2 separate regions of the Gossypium hirsutum genome follow, and region 2 is linked to region 1. A link is a contact called in public Hi-C data. All regions are on one chromosome and are shown on one strand. Each heading gives the region's core, a stretch centred on a gene start, on an enhancer-like site or on the middle of the called end of the contact. The rest is flanking DNA. Distances are from core to core; before and after follow the strand shown.

The links. Hi-C and Micro-C count contacts between places; a contact is called where the count stands out from the background.
Region 2: a contact with region 1 is called in a Hi-C map of leaf, with 2.7 times the contacts expected there. The contact joins the promoter of LOC107949012 here to the promoter of LOC107952233 in region 1. A contact is called at or near these places in 16 of 34 Hi-C or Micro-C datasets (anther, callus, fibers and 4 more).

Annotation. Positions count from the first base shown.
Region 1 is chrA08:14,069,995-14,072,909 of Gossypium_hirsutum_v2.1, forward strand. LOC107952233 reads right to left here and starts at 1,260. Exons shown (of 8, transcript XM_041075886.1): 1 at 1,003-1,260; 2 at 571-872; 3 at 1-397. The coding sequence starts at 1,067. TRNAP-AGG (transfer RNA proline (anticodon AGG)) reads left to right here and starts at 1,323; the gene lies at 1,323-1,394. TRNAP-UGG (transfer RNA proline (anticodon UGG)) reads right to left here and starts at 1,552; the gene lies at 1,481-1,552.
Region 2 is chrA08:14,215,610-14,218,782 of Gossypium_hirsutum_v2.1, forward strand. LOC107949012 (short-chain dehydrogenase reductase 3c) reads left to right here and starts at 1,558. Exons shown (of 3, transcript XM_016883709.2): 1 at 1,558-1,902; 2 at 2,081-2,161. The coding sequence starts at 1,583.

The DNA.
Region 1 (2,915 bases), core at 10-2,509:
TCTTGATGGCTTAAGTCTCCAAATTCAGAAGACCTTGTCATTCTCTTGCTAAAGGAATCAGTCTCTCCCTGATGACAACTCTCAAACCATTCAAAGGTTCCCACTTCTTTGACCGGAGATCCCCGATTGATTATCTTAGCCAAATGTCGAGTTCCCTTTGCACTGGAGACAAAAGGCGATTTAGTCCTCCTTCTCTCTTCAACTCCTTGACACAAATCCACACTATTAAAGCTCAAAAAGTTATCGACGAAGCAAAGTGCAATAGCTTGGGACGAATCTCCAGGTTCCTGAGAATCGACATATTCCAACCTTCTAATCTCATGATCACCTATAGACAATTGAGGCACATCCTTTGTCTCATCACTTCTATCATGATCCCTGGAAGATCTTTTCGTCCCTTCAATTCAAACCACAGAAAATGATTTACTAATAATTACTACGCACCATAAGATTCAACCAAAACATAAACACAAAGCAATCATATTGATCTCAATTTGCTAAGAGAAAAAAGGGGGTACAATGACATTGAATAAAAAATTTAAAACAAAATAAAACCAATGAAAGACTAACCTGCACTGAGTTGTTTGTCAATTGAATCAACATCTAAACAAGGGCTTTGCCCTTCCCTCTTCTTTGACACATTCTTTTCACTTCCACCAGTGATCTTTCTACAATTAAAGAGAGTTATAGTCTCGGTTCTACAACTTCCTTCATCTTCACTATCAAGCACAATTTCCATATCAAGCTCACACATTGCTTGTTCAGCTTTCACATCCTCCACATGACCCATCTCCTCATCACCATCATCATTATCCGTTACTTCAGTGCCAAAGCAAGCTTTCTCCAACTGGGTTTCATTTTCATTTACAGGACTATCAAGCACAACAATATTTATTTGGATCACACTTTGAGAATTTTCTTGATGATTAACGAGAATCCCCCAAAATCATGTAGAAAAAAAAAGGGGGCGATAATTGGAATATTGAAAGGAAAAAAGATTACCGGATGGATGGGGAGTGAGACTCAAAGAGTAGAGTGTGAGTGAGGTAACGTGTATCAGCAGCCATTCAATTTGTTAATGTAGGATTTTTCTCAGTGATCAACGATGATTTGGTGGGAAACCTCAAATTCTTAAATGATGGATGGGAAAGCTAACATGGTGGCATAATAAAACCCCATTTTTATGCATCAGAAGCATTTTGGGATTTTTTGAGTTTTGATTTTTGGAGGGGAAATAATAACAAAAAAATGTACCTGAAGGCGGGAAACTATTCAATTAAACTTAACTATAAATAATTTTGTTTGAGACAAACAAACAAAGTGGGCATTTGGTCTAGTGGTATGATTCTCGCTTAGGGTGCGAGAGGTCCCGAGTTCAATTCTCGGAATGCCCCTCGTTTTTTTTCTGTGTCTCTGACCAATATGCCACGTGTCAGCGCCTCTGAGCCAAAAAAATTTAAAAAAAAGGTAAAATAAGAAAGGGGCGTTCCGAGAATCGAACTCGGGACCTCTCGCACCCAAAGCGAGAATCATACCACTAGACCAAACGCCCGGACGGTTGTGCTTCCCTGCAGAACAGTGTAATTCATTTATTCATTTAGCTAGAGATATGCATTCATAATTAATATATTTAAAATCAAAATATAGCCTGGGTTTTTTACATGTATGCAGTCTAAAATAATGTCAAATATCATGTATTTAAATACCTTGATTATATTTAAAATTTAAAGTATTTCATACAATAAATACAATATATTCTATTTATTCTTTTATATTTTTAAATGATTTAAGTAAGTTAAACTGTTTTTAGACCTAAGTATAATTTTTTTAATATTATTTATTTAAATATTTGTCTTCAAATTTTAATTTTTAAAATACATTTTTAAAGATATCTCAATACACATGGATGTTGAATTTAAGGAATCCGTGCTAGCATGTCAAGGGAAAAGTACTACAAAATATAGTTAACTGTGTTCAGCCCTTATGGATATTGAGCTCAAGGTTGTGAAGTTTCCCAACCAAGCTATTTAATGAGTTGATTTGTGAACAATAAATACCCCACCCATTTCTCTTTTTCTCTCACCTAAAATATTTTCAAACTTAAAAGTAAATTGTGTTTATATTTATTTTTCGAGATAAAAATAGTTGCATTAATATTATAGAAAGAAGACATAGCAAACCATCCGGGATAAAAAAAAAAGAGTTATTGTGAATAAAGTGTCTTGTGTATTTTATGTTTCAGAGATAAATACATTTTTGTTGATTGTAATTTCGCAAGAGTAGTCTAGTTTGGTTACTCTGTATGCAAAGTTTTAACCTTACCTCAATTTTAAATAGCAGATTGGATCATATAGTGGCGACAAAGACAGAGATGAGAGAAAGCCAAGGAGTTGTACACTTTGTTCACACGAGGAGTAGGAATAACAAGGAATGGAGTTATTTTTGAGAAAGAAACCCCCTACATTTCAAACTTTGGATATTAGCTCGTAATTTAGACTCCAAATAAAGGCATTTACAGTTACAATAATGATTCATAAATCATGGAGATATGAATTTAAATCGAAAAGTAATGAGAATATTTTTAAGAGAGAAATTATGATAAAAGAATAAGGGAAACTCGATAATAATTTACAAAAAGATTTATTCACACACAAAAAAATTCCAAGCTGCCACTATTCTTACATGCACACCCTTTCTTCCTTCCAAAGGAAAAGGAATGAGTTAATATTATATGACTAGGTTGAATTGGATGTCAGTAATATTCTTTGTCAAGGCAACAACATTACAAGAAGAGAAGTAACGAGAACAACATCTCATTCTCCTTGCTCTATCCCTTAATCTCATTTTGCTATTCTATCAAAATACATATATACATCAAATCTAATCATAACAACAAAATTATATATATATGCCTG
Region 2 (3,173 bases), core at 308-2,807, 150 kb after region 1:
GTCCTTACTCGATCTTGGGTTGACATTAAAGCATTCATATGCTCATATAACACCTAAGAAAGAATGTTCATGATATTCAATGTTTTATTGTTTTTCATTGCATGAATGATGATATGAAATGATGATTTTACTGTGAATTTGTCAGTAGTTGCTCCGACAAAAATTGTAGCACCCTGTAGTTTAAACTTGACAATCGGGTCGGGCGAGGGGTGTTACAGTGTTGATGCGGTCGAGTGAAGGGTGTTACAGTGTTGATGCTCCAAACAAACCAAATAGCATATAAGTACAAATCCTTAAGACACACTAGAGAGCACATACATGTTAAGCTCGAAGGTAACAAAGAATGCACACGAGTGCATAATTGAAGACAACAAATATTGCACATAATATGTGTAAGACTCGAAAGAAACAAAACTCTATATCACAAGAGAACTCCACATCTAATCCCTATTGGCATGTCAATCATATCTTAACTATTTCACTAAGTTTATTAGGGCACAATAATAACCATAGATAACTTATTAACTGAGACCAATAACTTTCTTATAATTTAGGTATAGGTATACTCAGAGTTTAGAGATCCACTTAATTCAAAATATTATTTAATATTCATATGGAGACAGATTCATAGTTTCACAGTTCAGAGTTTTGATAGATAACTCATTGTCTAATTGCACAGATCAACACATTAACCATCACGTCTAATGGACTATGTTAAAACCAATTATCAAACATCTCATCAAATAATATTTTTATTATAAAATTCTCGAGTAAAAACCAAAATGCCTTTATATAGCAAAATTATCATTTTACCCTTTTTGCCTCAAATCACATTTTTTTCACAAGTAGGCACTTAATCACTCAAATTCCATAATTCACCTTTAGTGATTAGTAAGAATCCTTGGGTAGTTAAATCCTTCTCTCGATAATAATGAGAAAATTTATAATTTAGCCCATGTACTTTTAAATCTTTTCAATTTGGTCTCAAAAGTGATTTTCATCACACCAATACATATCCCAACTTATTCTTGTGCCAACTTTTTAAAATTACAATTTAATATTTTTTCTGAATTTGCATATTCACAATTCTTTCTATTGATTTCCATCTCCAACATCAATTTTCCTTTCATGAAATTCTTTGATCTGAATCATTTTCTAATATTTTTGGTATTTCATTGCATTCCATCCTAGGATAGTACCAAATGAAATATCAAAAATTTGAGGTGTTAAGGGATAATATGTTATGTGTAAAAAAATTAAGCTTCCATGTTCGCTGAAAGCATGAAACCTTATAATATATATAATTTATAAATATCTAATAATAAATATTTTATAATATAAAATATGAATATTTTAATAATATAAATTAATCTACTTAATTTACCACCATCTACTCTTATAAATTTACTTCAAAAGTTTAATTAAATATTGCTTATTGTTACGTCTATATAAATATTATAAAAATAAATTTTAATTGTAAAAAAATTTATAATGTTTTATAACAAATATAATTTCTACGTTATTAATATTATTGACTTCGTTGATTCCTTTGCCGCCCCTCTTTTCTATTCTCTGTCATCTTATGAAACTAATTTCGATGACAATAATGCCCTTCTCGTTTGACAGTATCCTAACTTGTCATACCCTTGTATCATATGGTTCAATTAAATGGATTGGTTCAATCAATGGGGCATATTTGGGAAACTCAAAAATATGTATGCCTCTCTCTCTCTCTCTCTCTCTCTCTCTCTCTCTCTCTCTCTCTCTCTCGTCAAATGGTCCTCACTTGGCTTCTCAAAAATATAGCTCACCACCGCCCACCTTCACCCCCCCCTTCTCTCTCTCCATCCTTAAAGAACACAATATTTCCCTCATAGAGAGCATGTTGAGGATTGGATTCAGGTTTGTGACTTTCTTCACATTTTTGGGTCTTTGTTCCTTTTTTGCTATTCCAACTTATTTTTCAGTTACAGATTCATACAAAAAGAACTCAAATCATTTCACAATATTTTCTGGGATTCTTTTCTTCTTTCATTATTTTCTGGAAGTGCAGCTTACTGTATTTAGTTTGCTACTACAGAAACATCATTAATGGCTTCATATGTAGAGCCTCACTTCCTCAGTGCTTTTATAACAGGGAATTATCGACACAAACTGGAAGGTATAGCAATGTTCTTCATCCTTCTTTTTATTATTTTCACAGTGCTTTAAATTAAAGTGTATAATATTTGACCTTTATTTCACTTTTAATTTTGGTGATTTGTTTTAAGTTGTTAGATAAAAAGGAGGTTAACGCCATTAAAAGCCTACAGAGGTAATGAAAAAGGCTAAAATCCCTAGACCCCATGGCCTTTGCATCTAGATTCGACTTTACTTTTTTAATTCCTTTATAATTATTAATAAAAAGCTTTTTTAAACCATCATTGATGTTATTGATCCGATAATAAACAAAAAGTCTGGTCGGTGTCACTGTACTCTGAAAAGATCTTCCATGAAATATTAAAAAAATGTTCTTTTTCTCTTTTGTTCTACTGATCCCTTGGCTTTTACTGGAAATTCCATTTTACTTTTTAGAACAATTTGTTTCTAATTCAACAATGCATGTGATAGCTTTGGAAGATACCCCATGGAAAAGATCTGAAGCTTTTTTAATAAAAAGAAATTGGTTAATCTTTACTTTATTCTAATTCGACTATTCAAATGGTATTTAGCAAAGCTGTTGTTTGAATATCATAGATGGAATCTCAAATATATTATTTATGTATAATGTCATATCAACTTATTCTACGTATTACTCATTAAAAATTTAACTATTGAATTAATGATGACTATTTGCTTCAAGATTGAAATTTTAAATTTAGAAAAATATAGAGACATGGAATACTCAATTAGAGTAAATTGATAATTAAATTTAATCAAATGAATTTAAATTTAAAAAATAAATAAGTATAAAAACTAGGATCCCTAGCAAAATTTAACCTTTCCTTTTTGCTTTCTTTTTCGCCTTTGCCATTGATGGCGACCACTGGTAAGTTTCAACCAATCCCAACTGGATTCCACTAATCCAACCACTACCTCAGCATATTCGACATTTACACTAGACTAGAATGAGTCATGGAAATATGCTAAAAATCTTAGTTACCCCATTAATATTCTCTACTAAATTTTACATA